2 separate regions of the Mus musculus genome follow, and region 1 is linked to region 2. Evidence: chromatin contacts called from public HiChIP or PLAC-seq data. All regions are on one chromosome and are shown on one strand. Each heading gives the region's core, a stretch centred on a gene start, on an enhancer-like site or on the middle of the called end of the contact. The rest is flanking DNA. Distances are from core to core; before and after follow the strand shown. Region 1 overlaps Mgat5 (mannoside acetylglucosaminyltransferase 5). Region 2 overlaps Mgat5 (mannoside acetylglucosaminyltransferase 5).

Region 1 (7,756 bases), core at 4,248-6,747, 180 kb before region 2:
CAGTCAAAGCAAAGTCTGCGTCTCTGCTCTACCCCCACCCTCAGGTCCCTACTTGTGAACATGTATGTGCAGGGCCGAGGCCAATGTCTGCTGCTTTGCATGTGACCAAACACTCTTACCAACCACATTTCAGGGCTGGGCCGAGCTGGTTCAGAGCCTGTCAAGCACGTATATTCTAGCACTGCATGAGGGTACACACCTGAAATCCCAGCATCTGTGAAAACACAGGAGGGTCAGGAGTCCAAGGTCACCCTAGCAAGTTCAAGGCCAGCCTGGGATACATGACATGCTATTTCAAACCAAACAGCCATGTGACTGACTGACCACCCTGTATTTAAACAAAAATTTTAAAGATGTAGTTTTATTTCCTGTACATTTAGTTGTGTGTGGGGGCTGAGGACAATGTGTAGAAGTTTGTCCTCTCTTTCCACCAGTTGGGTCTTGGGGATCAAGACCCCTAGAATTCCTCCTAAAACAGGGAATGAGCACAACTCACTGCCGGGGATTTTAACTCTGGTTTGAACTCCCATCATCTGAGTCAGTCCTCCTTTGGAGAGGTCATTTTAAATACGGCAAGCCACAGCACTGGCTGCAGTGCAGCTGGGCAGGGCAGAAGGAGAGAGGGAGAAGAGCAAGCAGCTAGCTTCCCCCCATGGGGAGGCCTGCACTCTAGCTAGCCTGTGAGGGAAGCTGCCAGCAGTGACTCTTAAAGTGGACCCTGAAACCTGGGGTGATCTTAAAGGGGGAGGGAGGGAGGGAGGAAGGGAGGGAGGGAGGGAGAGAGGGAGGGAGAGAGAATGAATGTTTGTGTGTGTGTGTTTGTGTGTGTGTGTATGTTGTAAGGGGGCAATCTTGAAAGAGATCTGGGATAAAAGTGCCCATGTTCTGTGCAGCCCACATGGAGGACTCTGGAAGCTGAACCCCACTAATGAGAACTTGTGGCTCCTGGGATGGTCTCCTCCAAGCCACAGGCTTCCCCCCTCCTGCCAGGAGTACCCTCTCTCTGCCCTCGCGGGTCTCTGAAGATACTGGGCAAACTGTAAAAATATAATGAATGCTCCAAGCACTAGGGTCTGGGGCCTGCAGGCACTAGGAGACCTGATCCGACCCAAAGAGATCTTGGATCCCATCATGCATCCAGGGGACATTTGGGTCTGATAGAGTCCCTGAGAGGAACCAAAAGTAACCCCATTACTGCTAATTTATGAGGAATTTGGAGGATGTCTTAGAAGAAATGCCCACGGATGGTTCCAGATACCATTCAGATGGTAAGCACATGGATCTGAATTCCATCATCAGACCCCATCTGAAAAAGTACACGCTTGTAATCCTAGCCCTGGGGGAGCAAGCTCTGTGGCACCTGCATCTGAGATCCTGTCAGTGCTGATGTGGCTTTACACCAAACCTGCAGCCAATCATCACTGTGCGCCCCAGGACTGTGTGTGTCCATTCTCACTCTGCAGTTACTCCTGGCACATCTTGGGCCTTACCATGTGGACTGAGATAGTATACGGCCCCCTTGCCCCATGACAATTAATATTGTCAACTTGGTGGGATCTAGACTCACCTAGAAGACAAAGCTCTGGGCATGTCTGTGAGCGAGTTTCTAGAGTAGGCGAATCAAAGTAAAAATGTCCACCTTAAATCTGTGTATCGCCATCCCACGGGCTGGGGTCTGAATAGAGAGGAGAAGGTGGGCTGAGCTCCGCCATTCACCTCGCTCTGCATCCTGACCATCGAGGGACGGCGGCCAGATGCTCCATGTTTCTGCTGCCGTGCCTACCCACCCCACCGTGACAAACCACACCCTTGCATGGTGAGCCGGAGTGACCCCTTCCTTCAGTCAGTTGCTCCTGTTAGCAGCACACCCTGCATCTCTGCAGGCTGATAAAAAAAGAGCAGCAGCAGATTCCTGCAGCTGTGCACAACACCAAATCACACACAGTGGCCTAGCCTTCCAGGGTGTGCAACCGTGCATAGCACCAAACCACACACACAGCAGCCTAGCCTTCCAGGGTATGTATACAGTTATGGTGACGTTTAAGTAGACATGACAGGGGGTTAATAACTAAAAGTAAAGCACACCGTTAGAGCAGTCCCCTGCAATAAACATGATGAGAATACAGTTTCTGCCTCTTGCAAAAAAGATTTCCTGGAACTGGACTGATATTTTCCACTGAGTACTCTGGGGTCTTGACTGATACGGGAAACCAAACCCTTGGAAAAGGAGCCTGGTGGGTTGGATGGTAGTTTGCATGTGCACACTGGCAAGGACTGGGTCAGAGTTACGACACTATTGTCCTTCCTGTGCCCTGTTTAGACTGAGGGAGATAAAACGCTGAGCTCCCAACGTGTATAATTATATTACAGTATATCACAGAGGAGCCTGGTGTGTTAAGAGTGTTGACTAGACTAATCCTACTAAGAACTATGTCAGGCTTTATTCTCAGTACTTTCTGGGTACTGGCTCATACAATGCTCACAGGAGCACTAAGAGGGAAACCCCATCATCCTTATTTACTAAGAAACAGAGAGCAAGAGTAAGAAATGCTCAAACTCATGGAACCGGGAGTTGGATCCCGGTGGCCGGGCTGTGGAGCTCACTTGGTTGCTCAAGTGTCTGCTGGGCAAGTGTGAGGACCCGAGTTCAAGGGAAAGGCCGGACTTGGTGCCCAGTGCTTGTCATCCCAGCACTGGGTTATGGACACAGGGTAGGTCCCTGGGGCTCAGTGGACATCTAGCCTAGCCTATGTGGTGAGTTACAGGCCAGTGAGAAACCCTATCTCAAAGAAAAGGGTGATTGGCAGCTAAAGAATGAGCTAAAGAATGACTCCTGGGGTAGTCCCTTGTCTTCTATGTGTATGTGTGCACATGCTACTTGCACCTGTACACGTAAGTGTACATCCACACTCACATGCACACTTACAAACACGTGAGTGTGCACTTGTACACACGCACACAAGTCGACTCACTTATTTCTTGTTACCTGCCTCATTCTTCCCAACAGCCCAGCTGACCAGACATGGTTACCCCAAAGCCCAGGCCCAGAGCCCCAGCTTCCCTGAAGCACCAGCCTCCTTTGACACGCCTGTGCGCTGGCAGTCTAGATTTATGTTTCTCCCGTACCGTTTCTATTTTCAGCTCTGCAGCTCGTATCCCCATTGTGCAGAGAGCCCTTGATCACCCTTAAATATTCCATTTTTGCCCTATAAAGAGAACCCTGTATTTTTGGGCTGGGCAAGAAGTTCAGATTTTCCTACCCACAGGGGTTCTGGCTTTGTCTATTTCTGGCTCTGTGTTCCTTTTGAAGCCCAAGGAATTCAAACACCATAAAGGACCAGAGTGATGATTGTCCCCTCCACCTCTGAGGTGACGGTTGTCCCCTTCACCTCTGAGGCACACGCCTGGGTTTCACAGAAGGTTCCATCTGAAAGGGGACCTGGTTTGAAAACCACTCCAGAGTCCTAACATGTTTAGAGCTGCTGCGTTCTTACCCTTAAAGAAACACTTGGAAAATATGGATTTGATCCCTGAATTTGAGTGTGCGTGAGAGTATTCATGGGCGTATGGGTACATTCACATAAGGTGCATTCCTCAGGCTCTGCCCATCTTGTTTTCTGAGAAAGTCTCTCACTGGCCTGGAGCTTACCAAGGAGGCTAGAATGGTGAATCCCAGGGCTTTCCCTGTCCCTAGCACTGAGATGACCAGTGTGTATTTCCATGCCTGGCTTTTCAAATGTGTTTCTAAGAATCAAGCTGAGATCCCTACACTTGCAAGGCAAGCACTTCACTGACTAGGGATATCTTTCCAGACCCCAAACCTTTGCTTTTGTGTGTGTGTGTGTGTGTGTGTGTGTGTGTGTGTGTGTGTGTGGTGTGAGAAATGAAGGCAGGACTGAGAGCTACTGTCTTTCACCCTTCTTGGTCCTCAAGATGCCTTGGTCTGCTCAGGGTACAATCCAGTGTTCGGGAAGGAGGCCATCTTTACCACTCAAATGTCAGTGTCCATATGACCTTTCACTGCCCTGGAGAACACACTCCAAGGGAAGACTGGCTCCCTTGGGTGACCATGACAGTGCAACATTTAAAAATGACGAGTTGTCATGGAGTCACGTGAAGTTTTCCAAAGCAGGCAACTAACCAGAGAAGTGCACCAAGTGAGGGCTGGGAAACAGGAAGTGGGACATAGCACGCACGTGCAAACACACACACACACACACACTTTGGAAGGCCTTACCTGTTTTTCAATGAAAGCGTTGATTCTCTGCAGCATGCCTTCACATGTGAACTCATATGGCATATACGGCTCAATCTGCAGAAACAACAGGGCACTGTGAAAGGGGACATGGGACACGAGGTACTTACTAGTTCTCACACAGGAGCGTTAAAACTACAGACAGACCTGGAACTGGACAGACTGGGCTCAGGCCCCATTGTGCTCCTCTCTAGACCCTGAACAAACTCCCTTCCCCAAAGTCTTAGGTACCTGATGTGTAAACAAGTTGCAAGAAGAAGCTGTGTTAAGTCGTTAACTGTTCTCTGTTAAGCTGTGGCGAAGGTACATGGGAAACTGCTTGGATAGTGTCAAGCACATAGTAGGGCTTCAAAAGGGTGGACATTACCACTTGCTAGTAGGTGGACCATGTGGGATAAAGCTTATGGCTGTGGATCACCAGCACCCCAGGGCTGGGCAGAGTGCAGGGATTTAGCAAACATCAGGTGAATGAAGACATGGTCGCTGCTCTGAGGGACGCATAGAGAGAGAAAGGGCTGGTCTGCAGTAGTGGTTGAGGTGGGAATGTATCCAAAGAACTCACGCTACAAACCAAAGGGATGAAGTGCCAAGACCATGGAGCTCAGCTAGAGGCCTTAGGAGGGCTGAACTTCTTTTACTCTGAGAAAATGTCTTATATAGTCTAAGCTGGTAGCCTTGCTATATAGGTGAGGGTGACCTTGAACTTCTGATCCTCCTGTCTCCACCTCCTGGATGCTAGAATCAGACATGTGGTATTATATCTGGCTTATTTGGTACTGGGGATGGAACCTAGGACTTGTGCATGCTAGGCAAGTATTCTTCCAGCTGCGGATCAGCCTTAGTCCAGAGGGCGAGTTATGATATGAAAATACGAGAGAACCGAAGCTTGGGATTGGGAGCTGGAGAGACAAGGTACAGTGTGGTTTATGGCTTCACAATAGCCCTGTGATTTCTATACAGGAGCTTAAATATCATGGAAGGGGGACAGGGAGAAGATCATGGGATGAAGGAAGCATTCTGATGGCCACTGAGGCATCTGAGGGAAGGGCAGGAAAGATGGCACTGGGCTCTGCTACATGGCATCAGCTGGCACCCTGACACCTGTGTCCTCTGCATTACATAACAGGAAGTGGAGATCACATGTCAGAGGAAGTCACCAGCAGTCCATCTATATGGAGCCCACGGCATTGTTGGTGATGGGGCAGAGGACCACCGTTAGTAGTTCCTTCTTGAGTCTGTGTTTACGGATCGCCTCACAGCTCACTTACACAAACAGGAAATAACCAAAGGGGAAGGTGCTTGAGAGGAGAAGGCAGGGAGGCTGTGCCTCAGAGTTTCCAAAGCAGTCCTGGGCAAACTAAACTCCCACAGGATGGCAGACTCCCTATGGAGGCAGACGTTTGGGGGGCAGCTCAATCTATGGTGGGCACAGACATCCCCTGTCTTCCCAGAATGACTTGGAGAGTGCCCTGTATACAAAAGGCATTTAAGCAATGCTTTTTAAACTGATCAGATACGTCTAGAATGGTTACTTTAACAAGATTCTACCTCATGTTTAGGTAGAAAAAGAGACCATACTCTGTAGAAAACTATGAGACTGGGGATAATGACCAACTTCAGATCTGTGGCCCCAAGTGTCTCATGGGTGGGGCATGTCTGCAATTTTGCTGCTGGAGGTGGAGACAGGTGGATCGCTAGAGCTCACTGGCCAGCCTGCCAGGCCAATGTGCTTGAGACTTAGTGAAAAATACAAGTCTCAAGAAAAATACAGTGGAGAGCAACAGAGAACTCACACACATGTGAATGCATGTGTAACACACCCAAGTTCACAGAAACATGTAAATGCACACACATACACACCCTACTTTATAACTTTTACCCTTTTGGGTTAGGTAGGATAAGCTACCAATTTTCTACAGATCTCTCCAAGGACAGGATTAGATCATGTGAACATGTATGACTCTAGCCGCTCTCTTCATGCCTGGGACCCATGAGCCTAAAAGGCCTGTCAGCAGGGTCTGAGACCCAAGCCCACATCTGCCACCAGCTGTTTTGTATCTCCCAGAGCCTCCTCAAAATCCTCAGGCCAGATGCTATGGCTAGGCTATGGTCTGCTCTGTTTACTGACAGCAAGGGACTGCAATGTCCCACATGTGTTCCAGGGCACAGGTCAAATGCAGGCAGGTGGAAAAACAGACAAAACAAACAAACAAACAAACAAACAAACAAACAAACAAACAAACAGCAACCTTCTGGTTTAAGATGGCTTTTACTGCATCTTCTACTTCCTCTCGGTTATTGAGATCCACAGTCCAGACGTGTGGCCGGCCGATGAAGACTTCTGCGTAAGGATGCTGGGATGTCAGCTGTAAGACAGAAGACATGCTGCCTCTTAGTTTCATAGATGCACAGCTGCTCAGATAAAGGTGTGGGCTAGACAAGGCATTCTGTCTTTACACGTCAAGTCAAGTTGAACTTAAACAGGAGATGAAGCGTTCTTGTCCTCCCTGTAGCAAACAAAACCTTCTAACAGGCAGATAGAAAAAAAAAAATAGAGTGATGTCTTGAACTTTTGAAGCCCATTTGGAAATAGAACAGTGTCATAACAAAGAGCTCAGACAGCTGTTCCTAGGTGAACTCAGGGCCTCTATACAGGAAGTCAGCACTCTATCACTGAGCAGGGCCTGTGGCCTTCCACGGTGGTCAGTATGGATTGTCAGACTGACAGGATCTAACCTCTGGACATGTCTGATAGAGTTTCTAGATTTTGTTGGTTGTGAAGGGAAGCCCCACCCCAATATGGACAGTACCATCCTTTGGGCCAACGTAGAGGACTATATAAAAAAAGAACGAGCAAGCAGACAGCACCATCCACCATCTCTCTGCTTCCTGACTGTGGCTGCCATGGGACCAGCTGCCTCAGGCTCCTGCTGCCTGCCCGTCCAGGACAGACTTGTACCCCTGAAGTATGAGCCAAACTAACGCCTCCCTCTTTGAGCTCCCTTTTGTTGGTTACTGTGTCACAGCAGTACAACCTTACAGTATCTTGGGCACTTGGGGACTTAGTCTCAGCCAAAAATCACCTCCGTAAATTTAGCATCTATTCTCCTGGCTAGGATGGACAGGTACATACAGAAAAAATAATAAAGATCAAAGCCGTGAACCAGGCATGGTGACACATGCCTGTGATTTCTTTACTTGGCAGGCACACATAGGAAATCACAAAATCCAGGCCAACCTGGGACTACACCATTAAACCTTTTTTTTTTTTTTTTTTTTAAATGGCTGGAAAATTACCCAGGCATAGCAATAGTGATTATGGGAATGATGGTGAGGGAATTTATGTCATCAGAAGAAACTTTCAAATGGCTTCAGAAATAATCATAACACCACCAAAACATGAAATTTATTGATTTTTAAAAGTTATGTGTGTGTGCATGTACCTATATATGTATATGTCTAGGTGTAGGTAGTTGCCTACAGAAACCAGAAAAGACCCCC
Region 2 (6,904 bases), core at 3,726-6,225:
CCTGTATTAAAAGTGAGCAGGGTTTCTGCACCCCAATGTGAAGCCTATGCATGACTGTCTTCATCACTCAGGTGTGTGAAGGACTGAGTCGGCGAGGGTCAGGGAGTCATAGCCACATGACACCTTCCAATTCTGATCTACAAGAGTAAAACCACAGTGTACTTTCATATTTATTTGCTGCTGACTGGCCTTAAATTACTGTATTTATACAATGATACAAAAATATTACTATATTTTGAGGTTATATATGTGTTCGTGAGGATGTGTGCATGTGTATGCAAGAAAGTTAGGAGGGGTGGTGGTCAGCCTTGGCTGTTGCTCCTCAGGCACAGTACATGTCTGTCTGTCTGTCTATCTATCATCTATCTATCTATCTATCTATCTATCTATCTATCTATCATCTATCTGTCTGTATATCTATCTATCTATCTATCTATCATCTATCTGTCTGTATATCTATCTATCTATCTATCTATCTATCTATCTATCTATCTATCCATCTATCCCTCCATCCATCCATCCATCCACCCACCCACCCACCCATCCATTCATCTAAACAGGTTTCTCATTAGCCTCGAACTCAACCTGTAGGTGAGACCACCTAACAAGCAAATCCCAGAGCTCTTCCTGTCTCTCTCTTCCAAGCACCAGGATTAAAGGCATATGCTGTAGTGTGCCTTTAGTTCACAGGGAAGTATAAGATTAATTCATATTGCCAACTCCCTTCGTGTACTTTAATTTTTTGTGCGGGTTTTTTTTTTTTCTGCTTTGATTCCGAATGCCAGGAGTAGACAGGAGGGCTCCAGCTGTTGCTTAAAGCACGTCTCTAGAAGGAACTCCCTGCAAGTGTAAAGCTTTTGATTCAGATAAATGAAGAGATAACATTATTAAAAACAAATACTTTCTATTTCTTAAAAAAAAAAAAAAAAAAAAAACTCGGTTCTTTAAAGAGGCTATAATGCATGCCCAAAGAATTCTGCTGTGATAATGCAACTTTCTGCTAAATGTAAGATAATCTCAAGAGAAACTGACAGAGCCCTCAATCCTTTTTACTCTGACCCGTTTCGCTAATGCATCCTGCCTTTAACCAGCAGACCATTAAGAATAGAAATGGTTTTCATTGGTATACAGTATGTAACAGTCAAAACCCTCCTGATGGCCAGTGACTAGTTCACTTCTGAATGTCATGTGCCGTCCAGCTCTACCTAGCTCTCGGCTAAGGCTCCTCTTTCAGATTCTCCTGGCACAAAGGGTGATGGGTGATCATACATGTAAATACACAGTTTATTTAATGCCCTTAAAAACAGAAACGGTAAGGGCTGTGCATAGAGCTCTGTTAAGAGCATTTACATAGCATCCACAAAGTCCTGTATCCAGGCTCCAGGTACACACCTGGCCTTCCAGAATGTGAAGGGAGGGAAAGGCAGGATGATTGACAATTCATAGCCGTATTCAGGCTACATAAGGAAGTTCAAGACTAACCTGAAATACACATGCACGAGACTCTGTGTCAATAAACAGAGCTGGTAGGTACCTCCTGGGTAAAGGCTTTTGCCACCAAACCTGACAGCCTGAGCTTGATCCCTGGAACCCACACAACAGGCAGTGAGTCCCACAAGCTATGGCCTTTGTGTGCTTGAGAACACACACAGGAACACACACACACACACACACAGAGGAACACACGTGTATGCATACACATACATCATACAAAATAAAGAAATGCAAACAAACAATATGGTAAAAGAAATGTTAAAAGCCACACTGTCATTCAAAAGGCAAACTGAGGGCACCTCAAAACCAACCAACCAACTAAACAAACAAACAATACTGCCTCATATGTCTAGGCTCAGATATCAAGATAGCTGGTGGTGTTGTCTTGGAAGTCTATGTATGTTTAGGAGGTAGAATCTCTCTGAAGGAAATACAAGAAAATACATGGGTGTGAGCCTTGAGATTTTTATAACCCCACCCAAGTTCATGTGCACACTCTGCTTCCTGACAGGGGATACAATGGGACTGGCCACCTCACACTCCTGCTGTGGTGCCTACCCACCATGATGGACTGTAGCCCTCCCAGAATGTAAGGTGGAAAGAAACCCTTCCTATGTTGCTTCTGGTCAGCAATTGTGGTTATCATGATGAGAAGAATAAATACTACCCATCTCCAACACCTCTTTGTACACAGCAAAAAGGGGCGGTGACAGAGTCTCCTTTTCCTCAACTTCCCATTGAAAAGATCAGGTTTTCATTTACTAGCTACTTGGGTTTTATAACAATCCAGGAGGATGGTATGTATAGCCGAGAATAGGATTCTGGCAGGAGGGAGCCAGGGAGTGGGCAGCAAAGACGGTTGATTTATAGAGAGACAATTACAGCTGGATGAAGTCATAATGACAGACAGAAAACCACCAGAGTTAATTTTAACTGCACTTTCTCTCTCTCCCCTTTTTTTCCCTTCCTTCAAATAAACTAAATCTGTGTCACTCACGCCTTACGACCACTAGATTTAGATCCCAGTTTAAACAATTTTTATAATCACCACACACGAGGGAGGAAAAATGACCGCACTCAGTAGCACACTGACCGAGATGTTGCTATCAGCACAGTTGGACCTGGGGGAGTTTATCAATACCTTGGCAAACATGCTGTGAATATGCCCTTGCATGTGTGCTTTTTTAGAGTGGCCTGACTCTACCTAGGAGCTTAATTAACAACGAACTTCTTTTGTGACATCCTCCATCAATTGGGTCAGATTTGCTGTCATCCCAATTCATTTCCTTCTGGTGTGATGGTCACATCAGGGTACTCTACGTGTGCATCGAATCACCTTGGAATATGTGTTAGATACAAGAATAGCTCGCTTTCTCTTTGAGTTTACTAACCTATTCATCTAGGGCCAGGTAAGAACGGCAGCCTTGATCATAACTAGAGAATCTATTAAGCTAAGAGATCCACCTTACCACATATAAGTTAGTAAACGGACAAGAAAGAGGTCTAAGAAGGAAGAGAAGGGCTTTGTTAAACACAGACAATGTGATCTATGTAAAAGGGCAGCCTCTTGTCTGTTCCAGTCACTGAATAACTGGAGTAAGACTTCATGAACTTTCCAGAAAACTCAGGGCTGAAGAAATGGTTAAACTCTCAATGTCCTTGCCTACACAAACAGGAGACTCTGAGTTCAGAATCTTGGTATTCACACAGAAAAGCTGTGACCCTAGAGACAGAAGGGCCCCTAAAGTTCACTCATTAGCTTGTCTGGCCAAATCTGTAAACACTGGGTGTAGTAACAAACATGGCCTCAAAAATTAAAATTGAGAAAACCACAGATAATCACTCTCTTGTCACAAACACTACCATCACCACCAGAAAAACACAGTTTGGTTAAATTTTTATACTTTAAAATGTTAGCACTAGTTAGCTAGTTAGCTAGTTAGTTAGTTAGTTTTTGGGGACAGGGTTTTGCTCTATACCCCAGGCTAACCTCAAACTCATGGCACTCATCTTAATCACTCCATATAAGGAACAAAGTGACCGTAGTCAATTACCAGGATGACCCAGATGTCTCTGTCATCATATAAGATCTCTAACCAACACAAACAGCTCCCAATAACTGTCATGCTTCACAAACTTAGGAGATGAGAGTGGCATAGAATGAGCACATGTAAGCAGCCTCCACCAGGCTGCCTCCTGCTCTCCTCAGACCACAGTACCCTTCCTGCTCTGAGGAGGCTAGCACCCAGCAAGAGACCCACAACATATGTGGTCTGAACATCTTCACTTGGAGACACATCTCAAGGGACAGCTCCTCAGCCAGAACTGAAGCCAGCCTTGTGAGCCTGCTCTAAAATGGCTCAGGAGGCCCAGAAGTCAAGTGCCTGTGTGAGTGGTGAGGCAAGATGGTATGGCAGAGGGACATTGGGTAATCAAATCCAAATTCAAGTCTTAGCCCCAAGAAGGCCTCAACCTGCTTTGGAAAGTTCTAGAAACTTCCAACTGTGGAGGATGTCTACTACTACACAGAGTTGTAATTTGCAAATTGCTGCTTCTGGCACTGGGCTTTTGGTGAGAACTGGATGACTGAAGAAGTCTCCTGACAATTCAGAGGAGCCCCAGGCACCTTCCGGAGTTCCTGTTTAACCTAAAACCACACAGCCCGCCTTGGCTAACCACATTTTATTCCCAGGAAGGCTCTGGTTTACCCTGTGCTCTTCAGTTCCTGTCTCCAGGATGCACACAACGTCCATGTGAAGCATAGACAACACAGGCAAGCGCCAGCAGAATGCCACGGTAACTGACACCGAATTTATCTTGTCCCTTACCTTTGGTGAAGAAGTCCTGCAGCCCTAGGTGGCCAAACCCTGTTTCCAGGAATGATTGTGACTGTTACTTTGGGGTATTTCCTGGAGCTGGGGAGATGGCTTGGTGACTAATTTCTGTTCAAGCAGGAGGACCTGAGTTCAGATGCCCAGCATCCAAATAAAGAGAAGCATAGTGGTGCATCCCTGTGATCCTAGCCTCAGGGAAGTGGAGGCAGGAAACTCCCTGAGGCTCCCCGAGGCTCCCTTGCTGGCCAGCTTAGTTACATCAGTGAACTCCAGGTTCACTGAGACCCAGGTACGGAGGGAAGGAAAGCAAAGGAGCCTATCTTGAATTTGAGTTCCATAAATATATTGGAGGCAAGCTCAGAGCACACACAAGCATACAGTGCGCACCCACAGAACAAATTCCCTGGGTCGGTCCCTAGAAAACGGAAGGATCCCTGTCACAATATTGACTTTTCAAAAGTAAACACACACTCCTCAGAGTCACTGAAGCCACCGAAGCAAGTCATTCTCTGGAAGACGCCATATTTAAGAACCGTGACCAAAACAAAACCAAGAAACTAACAAAGCCTGCCTTTGTGCCCTTAAATTTCACAATGCAAATGAACAAGGATACGGCAACACGGTACACAGACAGGCTCGGAAGAACAGCTCACCATGACATCATCCCAGACTCAAAACGCATAAACATCTGTAGTGTTCTCCAGCATCAAACCCGTTGTGACAGTGTGGACTTTTTACATAAAAAGATCGCAAGACAGAATTATGAGGCTTAGATTTCTACTTGGCAAGCCCCTGGGGGTATAATCCACTTTACAAGAATAAATAAGTAGTGGCTAGCAAAATCTACACTCATCACGACCACCGTAGCATCAATGGTCTCTGAAACAGAGACAGTCTTAAACTGAAATGTGTCCCCACGGGTGGGAGTGTGTGGCTCAGTGTCAGTGAGTAAAGTGCTTGCGGTATAAACGTGAGGGGTAGAGTTCAAATCCTCAGTGTGCATGTAAGCTGGGGGGCAAGGTGGTGTACACCTGTAACTCTCTTACTGGGAAGGGAGAGACCAGTGGCTCTCTGGAACCCATTGACCAGCCAGCCTAGCAGAAGCAACAAGCTACAGGTTTACTGAGACTGTATCTTAGAAAGGAAGATGGGGCTTGACAGAGGAAATCACCCAGTGCTGACCTCTATCTATCCCTCCACACGCACGTATGTACTCAAGCATACACCAACACATTCACACACACACAAAAGCATACATGCACGCATGCATACACACACAAAAACATATATACATGCATGCAGGCACACAAGAACACATGCACATACAGAGAGAGAGAGAGAGAGAGGGAGGGAGGGAGAGAGAGAGAGGGAGAGAGTCAGTTAGTCCTCAGGGAATATTCCAAGCAGCCAAGAGTAAGAATCATCACAAAATGATTTTCAGCTATGCCATATCCCTTACAATGACCTACCAGTGCTCAGGTCTTGGTTTGGTATCACCTGAGAGTACACATAGGCCCACTGCCATCATGTCCCCTTTCCACAGTTTGTTGTGACCCAACCACGGTCTGAGTGTATTAAAGCTACATTGCCAGAACCAGCCAGTACGTTGCAAATTGTGAATCAGTCCAAATAGTGTGAGGAACTTTCCCAGCGCCACATGTGGACCATATTTACCTATCCTACATCCATAACGCATGTGCTACCTGCCCAGTGGTCATTCTGTGACCATCTTAGTCCTCAAATAAATTCTCTCAGACAGCCAGTGCTTATGTTCCAATTACTTATTTCACTTTAACAATATCCCCGAATTCAAGAATAGAGACACTGGCAACTCAGATATGCCAAAAAGAAGCTACAATGTATTTCCTTTAAGTGAAAAAGTCCATGTTCAATAATCTATTGTAGATTCATTTCTATTTGATTCACATGTATGCCATGTGTGTGTTTGTGTGACGGCATATGCACCTGGATGCAGGAGCTGTCGGGGGCTAGAAGGGGCGACAGAGTCTTTGCAGCTGAAGTTACAGGCCCTTGGGGGCTGCTCCACAGAGTCCTGGGAACTGAGCTCTGCAAGAGGAGGAAGTGTTCTTAACTGCATGCAGGGTGGCCTCTGCAGCCCCCAGCAAGCCACTTTACAGAGAGGTAGAACAAGCGTTGGAACTCTTTTGGTATATCTACTTTAGAAAGTAAGCTATCATATATATATATATGATATTTCAGTAAGATTGGTAAAAAAGGGACAAACCCTGCCTATGGCCTAAGCATGTTTTTTCCCCTTTTCTGGTTTTCTAAGAATCTCACCAGGAAGACTATAAACTCTGTTACAATGCCACATGTGAGCATCCCCTTACACACACACACACACACACACACACACACACACACACACACTCTGTGAACCACGAAATCTTATCCAAGGCACACCAGGAACGACCCTTTGATATTATTTACAGATAAGTGGTACAAGAAGAAAATAAAAGTCTATTAGAAGAAATCCTGAGTGGGACTAGAGAGATGGCTTGGTGGTTAAAAGCATTGACTGCTCTTCCAAAGGACCCAAGTTCAATTCCTAGCAC

What was found. HiChIP or PLAC-seq counts read pairs in DNA pulled down with a chosen protein or histone mark.
Region 1: a contact with region 2 is called in an H3K27ac HiChIP or PLAC-seq map of microglia, with 10 times the contacts expected there. The contact joins two enhancer-like sites. A contact is called at or near these places in 1 of 15 datasets of contacts at CTCF or cohesin (large pre-B cells), 4 of 484 Hi-C or Micro-C datasets (Th2 cells and embryonic stem cells), 3 of 115 datasets of contacts at active chromatin or transcription factors (double positive thymocytes, large pre-B cells and microglia) and 2 of 9 other capture datasets (embryonic stem cells and liver).

The regions. Positions count from the first base shown.
Region 1 is chr1:127,468,057-127,475,812 of GRCm38.p6, reverse strand. Mgat5 (mannoside acetylglucosaminyltransferase 5) reads right to left here. Exons shown (of 18, transcript NM_145128.3): 15 at 6,505-6,621; 16 at 4,238-4,312. All of the region lies in intron 1 of Gm41947 (a long non-coding RNA gene), which reads left to right. Among named protein-coding and RNA genes, the nearest start is that of Gm41947, 7.5 kb to the left of the region's middle. Within about 2 kb of position 5,497, at least 20 of the 459 cell types and tissues checked have an H3K27ac peak or open chromatin away from gene starts, as enhancers often do.
Region 2 is chr1:127,288,917-127,295,820 of GRCm38.p6, reverse strand. The region is part of intron 2 of Mgat5 (mannoside acetylglucosaminyltransferase 5); the gene reads right to left. Among named protein-coding and RNA genes, the nearest start is that of Gm51747, 7.9 kb to the left of the region's middle. Within about 2 kb of position 4,975, at least 51 of the 459 cell types and tissues checked have an H3K27ac peak or open chromatin away from gene starts, as enhancers often do.